Linked DNA regions of Danio rerio: all the other regions are linked to region 3. A link is a contact called in public HiCAR-type data. All regions are on one chromosome and are shown on one strand. The core of a region is the stretch at or near the end of the contact, and the rest is flanking DNA. Distances in the headings are between cores, read along the strand shown. Region 1 overlaps pex14 (peroxisomal biogenesis factor 14). Region 2 overlaps pex14 (peroxisomal biogenesis factor 14). Region 3 has its middle 7.2 kb from the start of casz1.

The links. HiCAR-type assays count read pairs that join an accessible place to other places.
Region 1: a contact with region 3 is called in a HiCAR-type map of caudal fin, with 10 times the contacts expected there. The contact joins two enhancer-like sites. A contact is called at or near these places in 5 of 18 Hi-C or Micro-C datasets (caudal fin, embryo and hematopoietic stem cells) and 1 of 4 datasets of contacts at active chromatin or transcription factors (caudal fin).
Region 2: a contact with region 3 is called in a HiCAR-type map of caudal fin, with 8 times the contacts expected there. The contact joins two enhancer-like sites. A contact is called at or near these places in 4 of 18 Hi-C or Micro-C datasets (caudal fin, embryo and hematopoietic stem cells) and 2 of 4 datasets of contacts at active chromatin or transcription factors (caudal fin and embryo).

Annotation. Positions count from the first base shown.
Region 1 is chr23:31,772,313-31,775,210 of GRCz12tu, reverse strand. All of the region lies in intron 2 of pex14 (peroxisomal biogenesis factor 14), which reads right to left. Among named protein-coding and RNA genes, the nearest start is that of pex14, 35 kb to the right of the region's middle. Within about 2 kb of position 1,585, at least 7 of the 62 cell types and tissues checked have an H3K27ac peak or open chromatin away from gene starts, as enhancers often do. A contact at or near this core is called in caudal fin, where this site is marked.
Region 2 is chr23:31,746,521-31,749,394 of GRCz12tu, reverse strand. It overlaps pex14 (peroxisomal biogenesis factor 14), which reads right to left. Exons shown (of 10, transcript XR_012398581.1): 2 at 1,380-1,424. Among named protein-coding and RNA genes, the nearest start is that of pex14, 9.6 kb to the right of the region's middle. Within about 2 kb of position 1,379, at least 9 of the 62 cell types and tissues checked have an H3K27ac peak or open chromatin away from gene starts, as enhancers often do. A contact at or near this core is called in caudal fin, where this site is marked.
Region 3 is chr23:32,221,646-32,224,475 of GRCz12tu, reverse strand. No RefSeq gene overlaps it. Among named protein-coding and RNA genes, the nearest start is that of casz1, 7.2 kb to the right of the region's middle. Within about 2 kb of position 1,370, at least 11 of the 62 cell types and tissues checked have an H3K27ac peak or open chromatin away from gene starts, as enhancers often do. A contact at or near this core is called in caudal fin, where this site is marked.

The DNA of each region.
Region 1 (2,898 bases), core at 336-2,835, 450 kb after region 3:
GTGGTTTTTGTTGAAAAATAGATATGAGTAAATGGTGGTGGATTTGCTTAAATTATAAAAGCACATTCCGCTAATAATATTAAAATATATATATATATATATATATATATATATATATATATATATATATATATATATATATATATATATATATATATATATATATATTTTAATATATATATATAAATAAATTCACACACAGTTTTAAACATTATTTTGGGACATTCCTAAAAATAATAGCGTGAAATATGCATATATGAGAGAGAAATAGACAGAACGATGAAACTGTGGCCCCTGGAATCAGCAGTGGGGGGGCAGTACTTAGCCCGGCTCACCGCAAATATTCCAGCAGTAATCCAGTAATGGATACTTCCTCAGCTCCTCAATTGGTCAAAATGTTTTCATACAATAATTTAATTCAGAAACACTTTTACAAAGCAAGAGTAATCAATTTTAATTAGTTGATTTCCCCCCCCCAATTGTATAAAGTTTAATGTACTGCCATCGATCCTCTTTGTTCTTTAATGCAGTGCTGCTTTCCTGTAATTTGAGGCATTTTTTTTCTCTACTTTTACAGTCAATGATGACATTCGGTGACAGGCCGTGCAAAATGTCTCCAAGTTGCAAATGAACCCAGCATAAACACACACACACACACACACACACACACACACACACACACACACACACACATACACGCACACACTCTCTCTCTCTCTTAATACCAGCACAATTTATAACAAAACCAAAGGGAAACAAAACAAACATCCGATTTCAAGACAATCTAAAGGAAACGAAGCATAAATTAATAGCAGCCTATCATGACTTGGTGCCACATCCTAATAACACGTTGCGATCTGGCTCATAGATAAACACAAAGGCGGTCTTAAACCCGACGCTGGATCCTTGTCCTTCAATTTCAGAGACACTACCACCCTTCACATCCAATTAGCTAATTGAAGCAAAATGAAAACAGCACCAATGGCAACAACGCCGCACTCATGTCCAAAACGCACAATGCAGGGTTTATGGAGACGACGGAAGAGCCTTCTTGTCAGCTACGACTGCCATAACCCTGACGAGTGTCTTCTCGCTCTTCTCCAGATGCCAGCCTACCCATAAGCCCACATAAACATGCACGCAAAATCAGAGAGTACAATTTTACACCACCATCTCTTTCACTAAACAGTACACTGACAATTAAAAGGGAAATGTGCTTGCCTGTGGTTAGTTGATTAGGCATAAGCACAATATGACAGTGGCAGACAGATTGTGACATTCTGGTGACATTATCATCTCACGACGGCTCGTATTCAATGCTTATTGCACGTTGCGGATCAACAGTTTTGCAGTCTTCAAAAAGCAGAGGAATTGGTGACCCTCTCCTCAATGGCTTTAATGGACGCAGAAGTGGATGGAGAGGTTTAAGTGAAACAAATGCAGATAGTTGGTGTAGGAGGGGGCGGGAAAGGGGGAATAGAAAGTTTAAAGTAAGATCAGAGAAGGAAAGAGACAAAGACAGGGCAACCTGGTCTCCCATGCACAGCTCAAAAGATGAATACCACCATCTACTGGTTGAAAGGAGAAGCGCGGCACAATTGAGGTGGGGGCTCGTCCGTGTGAACCGACAGGCCTCACAGGCTGAGATAGTCAGAGCTGTCAGGAATGATTAGACGACAATGGAGCTCGCTTTTAAAGAGATCCTCTGACCACAATCAGAATCACATGACTTGGAAGAGCAGTGTTTAATGCAACGTTCAGATTAGAACCATGGCAAACTTTTATTAAAAACACCAATTCGGGTGTGCTTCTAGATAAACAAGAACATTTTAATTACTGCATTGACTTAGAATTGCATTTTTTTCCAAAGTTGTCTTTTGTTTTTCTTGCAAAATGGGTTGGAAGGGGGTAGAAAATAAAAGGGTTGCTGAGTGATTTATGCTTGTTGACTCATATAGAGAATTGCTGTTACTCAACTGAAGCCACAGAATCTGAGAAATGCTTGTCTGCGAGAATAATCGAGCATTTCTAAAGGTTCAGCCAGAATGTACAGGTTTTACTGCATAATTGCCCAAAGCATGTCTGCGGTGCGATTGTGCCACCCAGCCCTGTTCTCAAACCTGTGTATAAATCAGGAGAGCTTGCGTAAAAACTGTCTTGACCCTGCCCAAGCAACAATAACTATGAAAAACACCGAAACACAATGGAATGAACAAGCAGGGATCTGATCACACGCAAAACTTCAAACAAGATTGACAGATCAGACTGGCTTTCAAAAGGGAGGTTTTATAGTCACACCTTAAATGAATAGTTTTACCCAAAATGAAAAAAAGTTTCACCCTTTATGTCATTAAAAACTGTATGACTATGTGACTGTTTTGTCCATACAGTACATCGATGATCAGTTGGGTCCAAATGGGCTCCCACAATGTAAAGACGATAACATTATGAAAAGTTTGTATTCTTATTTTATGTTTGATTTAGGAATATGATTTTTATGTTGTGGGTGAAATTTTTCTAATCTGGATTCAGATTTCCCTAAAAGAATTCACCAGATATATGAGGGGAAAAATAGGTTAAAGATGGTAGAGTTTTAAAATAGTTACTTTTTAACTTTTTTTCTTTAAATTTACAAAACATACACTCACCGGCCACTTTATTAGGTACACCTGTCTAACTGCTTGTTAACGCAAATTTTAAATGAGTCAATCACATGACAGCAACTCAATGCATTTAGGCATGTAGACATTGTCAAGACGATCTACTACAGTTCAAACAGAGCATTAGAATGGGGAAGAAAGGTGATTTAAAAGACTTTAAACTTGGCATGGTTGGTGCCCGAAAGGCTGGATTGAGTATTTCAGAAACTGCTGATCTACTGTGATTTTCATGCACAAC
Region 2 (2,874 bases), core at 130-2,629, 480 kb after region 3:
AGAAGGTCGCTGGTTCGAGTCCTGGCTGGACCATTGGCATTTCTATGTGGAGTGTGCATGTTCTCCTCATGTTCGCGCAGGTTTCCTTCAGGTGCTCCGGTTTCCCCCACAGTCCAAAGACATGCACTATAGGTGAATAACAAATTGACTCTATGGCGTCACATTGGCACAATGGGTAGCACAGTTGCCTCACAGCAAGAAGGTTGCTGGTTCGAGCCTCGGCTGGGTCAGTTGGCATTTGTGCGGAGTTTGCAAGTTCTCCCCGTGTTCGGTTGGGATTCCTCCGGATGCTCTGTTTCCCCCACAGTCCAAAGTCATGTGGTATAGGTGAATTGGGTAAAATAGGGTATGTGTGTGAATGAGTGTGTATGGATGTTTCCCAGTGATGGGTTGCAGCTGGAAGGGTGTCCACTGCGTAAAACATATGCTGAATAAGTTAGTGGTTCACTCCCCCAGATTAATAAAGGGAATAGGCTAAAAAGAAAATGATTGAATGAATGAAATTGGCCATAGTGTATAAGTGAATTCCCAGTACTGGGTTGCAGCTGGAAGGTTCATACCGATGTGGTGACCCCTAATGAATAAAGGGACTAAGCTGGAGGAAAATGAATTAATGAATAAATTTGAAGCATAATTCAAATTTAGAAAGATACAACCTTAACTGGCTGATTACTTCTAACATGACAACAACATGATAATAGACATAAGAGAAATCTACTTTAAAATAATTACATTTGTAACTGTAAAATTCAGCAAAAATGCTATTGAAAAGAAAACTCGGTTTTTAAACAAGTATGAAAACTGTAAGAGAAGTAGCCACAAAATTCATGTCAATATTCTACAGTATAATGCTGTTCCATCTATCCTTTTTATCCATTTTTAATTAGTGTGACTACAGGTGTACATTATGGATACCAGAATATATGTTAGTAGCAGTTTGCACTGTTAAATTCCAGTTTAAAGTGTATTTTCTGTTTTGTAAACAACAATTTATTAATGATTATTATAGTATTTTAAAAGGCTGTTAAGTACGCTTCCATTTTTCAAATACAAAAGTATTTTTACAGAATTATTCTGATAACCAAAGCTGACAGTCATTTATTATTATTTTTTGGAAAACTAATTTCATATAATGTAGCCTAAATAACGAATGCAGATCACGCAATCCGCTTTTAGAACATATCTGACTGCTACATATTACTATTTTAAAAAAATCACAAAGTAAATACTGGACAGTGCAAAACAAAAAAATTGCATTGTACACGTCACATACAGTAATAATAATAGTAATGTGAACCATTGTTTCAAACTGACTGTACCGCTGTACAGTCCGTGTTGAGAACAGTGCATGCTGGTTAGTCTGACTCATAATAACTTACCAGCGCTTCTCTCGGAGCCGCGTCTTCCCTGGCTGAAGGAGCATTCTGAAAGAAAGAAAAACAGCCTTGTGTTACACTGCCATCTAGTGACGCGTGTGAGCCAAGTACAGAAAAGCACAGTGCTAGACAGGACAGCTCTAACCGGACAAAAGGGTGTCAAGAATATATAATACACATATAATAATAATATACAACATATAATAGTAATGATAATAATAATAATAATAATAATAATAATAATAATAATAATAATAATAACAAGAATAACATGTTTTTTTTACTTTTTTTGTTTACAGTTTTTCTCAGTTGCTTTGGTGCATTTCTCATAACACTATTTAAATTTGCACAACTGTTAATGCATTTCTCAAAACAATTAGTCATTTGTGCACATCCTAGTAGCAGTTTTCCAACAAATTGCAAATGCTTTCGGACATGCATCAATTGCTTTCATACAACTCTCTGCTATTTATAATATTATCATTTGCTTATGTCATGTCAGTCAATATTAACTAAACTTGTAAATGCTGACTGACTAGTCAATCCATATACAACTAAGAGTCCTCATTTCATTACTTGAGTCATTACATACAAAAAAAAATGTTGTCAAAATCTGTCGACCAAATTTTATAAAAAAAATAAAAAAAAATGAAATCTTTATTTTCCTCAAAATGTCTCTAAAATTTAACAATTTCATGAATGATTTACTGACCTGTGTGTGTTGTTCCAATATGTACTGTAATATTTTTTAGTTGTGCCCAGCTCTACCCAAAGGGAGTTTATGTTTGTTGTAAATAAGGGTGTATTTATTCTTTTGCACAATGCTGTAAATAAATTAGGATTGTATAGAGCAATTGCAGTAAAAATGTGAAACATACATATTCAGTGTCTTGTATTCAGATTTCTCACTAAATGCAGTGATGTCCAACTTTACTGTAGTTTTCAAATGGCTGTGCAGATACAGTAGTATACAGTGCTGTCTTGAGCATTTTCAGGAAGTGTCACCAAAATTTGACTTTTTTTTGCATTGGAAAACATGTAAACTGTTATATTGAAAACATGACAAAGCCATTGTACTATCTTGCTCATAAACAATGGTGTCAGGACTTTTCATTTTGATGACACTGATACTTTCATTGACATGAATACTTGCTTTTGAGGAATGAACTATCCATTTAGAGCATGTGACGCGCTTTTGCAGGTTATCAACTAGGTTTAGCAGTTTGTACTAACTGTTTTGAGAAATGCATGAACTGTTGTGCAGAAATGCACTAGTGTTGTGAGAAATGCACCAAAGCGACTGAGAAAAACTGTAAGTTAACAGGATGAATGTGCAAAGTGTTTCCAGATACATAATCAGAGGCAAGTACAAAAGCAAATCATAAACAAAAAAAGCAAATAGGTTAACTAATAATTTTTCTTTTTTGAATAATAAAATTTTTTATTATTGTTGAGAAGAGCAACTCCATCAATGAGCCGCTAGTTCCAAATAAAGCAA
Region 3 (2,830 bases), core at 121-2,620:
TTTTAAAATAGTACCATAATTTCATGTTTATAATGCAAATCCAATTAGATCCACTTATTTGGTACTTATATTTTCCACTTATAAAGCAAGTCTCATATAAGTCTCAAATCTCATATAATATTTACTAAAAGACAGGAACATTATACTTTACAAACTGTATTGTAAATAAATCATATATACTTTTTCATTCATTCATTCATTCATTCATTCATTTATTCATTCATTCATTCATTCATTCATTTTCTTGTCAGCTTAGTCCCTTTATTAATCCGGAGTCGCCACAGCGGAATGAACCGCCAACTTATCCAGCAAGTTTTTACGCAGCCCATGCCCTTCCAGCCGCAACCCATCTCTGGAAAACATCCACACACACATTCACACACACACTCATACACTACGGACAATTTAGCTAACCCAATTCACCTGTGCCGCATGTCTTTGGACTCTGGGGGAAACCGGAGGAAACCGGAGCACCCGGAGGAAACCCACTTGAATGCAGGGAGAACATGCAAACTCCATACAGTTACGCCAACTGAGCCGAGGCTCGAACCGGCAACCCAGCGACCTTCTTGCTGTGAGGTGACAGCACTACCTACTGCGCCACTGCTTCGCCCCAAACTTTTTCATATTTATTAATAATATTAATGAAATTTATTTAAAAACTGAATAAAGATAAATTTTTACACAGGTTTACACGAGTGAATAAATAGACTGGATGGGCTAAAAATCTATGCGTGCAGATTTCATCTGGTCCTAATACATCATTATTGTCATAACATTGGTATTGTGTTGTCTAAAAATTATTATTAACATGTATGAAATCTGTCATTTTATGCAAAAAACAAAACAAAAAACTTGTAAATGACTCTTTGTATTCTTAATTTCGAGGAAATATCATTAGTAGTTTACATTATAAAATCACTATAAAGCCTGCATCCAGAATATAACAAAATTTTTAAATTTTTTTTCCATATCTGGGCATTATTGTAGTTAATATATGAATATATAGTGTATGAATTGCAGCTCATTTGACAGACTTAAAATGACAGCACATTAACGTTCTTTCTATTTTTAAACACTTTTCAAACAGATTATTATTAATAATCTCATCATTATTTAAAACGTCAACCAATATTTGTTCACCTGCTGAACATCTCATGGCCTCTGAAATATATTCACATTTCAATGAAGCAAATCTAGGCTTTTTAAGTGGATATTGAATATCACAGGCAGCCAGCGTCCACGTGTGTGTGTGTGTGTGTGTGTGTGTGTGTGTTTGCAACTGCGCTGAAGCGCTGTAGAAGCCAGCTGCCTGTAGTGTTTTAATGCGCACTGCTCTCTCGGCTACGTCTCACGCTCTCGCAGTAGTCAACTTGGCAGCGAGCGGCAGATCTCTGGGAGTGATTCCTTGCAAAGCTGGCCCAAATGAAAGCATCTTGTTTTAATCAGGGATTCTGGCTGGAGAGCTGTGAAGCCTTGGCAGCGAGTCGACTGCAGTTTTGTGGCACCCGTACAAAATACACAAATATTTCCTCTGTAATTACGTGTCAAGTTGAACAAGCAATATAGACAGGGGGGTTGTACGTGTCGGGCACGTCGCAGTCGGACATCCAGGACCTGCGAAAAGACCCCCAGACTAAATGAGTCTTTCAGGTTTTGATAGGTTTTGAATCGGCTTCCAGCGACGTAATGGACCACATTGTAATTGAGACTTCTCGATGGATTGAGTTACATCATGTGGTCGTGACGCTGTCTAATGAAGTGGAGAAGGGCCTCCACCAGTTCACAGGATACTTCAAAAGCTTGGCTGGATGGCCGAGAGACTAAGTAATTGTGAAATCATTGACTCGCTTTTTTGTGGTTCGTCAGTTTTAATGACACTGTGGTGAACAAGCAATGGCATCGCAGCTGAAATATGAGAAGATCGCTTTACGTTTTTGGAGCTGAGAGTGATGGAGGATTTTTCAGAGAGCACTCTGTTTGACTTCCAATTCAATTTAGAAATGTTTGTGATATTTAGGTGGCTTATTGTTGTACTACAGAAATCAGAGATAATCTTAGGGCTTTATGAAGAGACGCTGCAGGAAAAAACACACTTTTTTTACACACCTGTCAGTTTTGAGCATTTCGGATTTTTTTTTTTAGCATTCTACTGCAATAAAAGCTTCTAACATACATTTTGAATGTTTCTTTTGTTGCACTGTTGATTTTTGTTTGTAAATTTCTATAATAATTCAGATTTTTAGAGGCAGGTTTTTGCTCCTGAACTGAGCCATAAATCTTCAACTCGGCAGCATTAACACCAAACTTTTAGAGGGAAACATAATATGCCTAATTAAACACATTTTATTGAACAAAAATATATGATTTTCTTACCTGGTTGTTTGCTTTATTTTTCAGATTTATGGAGTGACAAAACAAACAATTTATTACCAAAAATCTGTTTATTACAAAAAAAATCTCATATTGTTTGTAAAAAAAGAAACAAGAATTTGACTTTATTCAACGTTTCATTTTTGTTTAACATTTGCACAGATTTATTAAAATAATTTCTAATTTTAATATTAAAATTGTATAAAATGTGTAAAATGAAAATATTCTTTATTTAAGTCAATTAGGTAAGTGTAATGATAAATATATACAGTGCTGTGCATATATAAGTACACCCCTCACAAATCTATCATTTAAATTTATATAGTTCATGGGAAGCTATACAATATTATATTTGTGCATATACATTAGATTAGTCAGTACTGAAGCCAAATCTGGAGCTTTTCTAACAAAATAACTTGCGATAACGGTCCAAAAACTAGTACACCCAAATTTATGT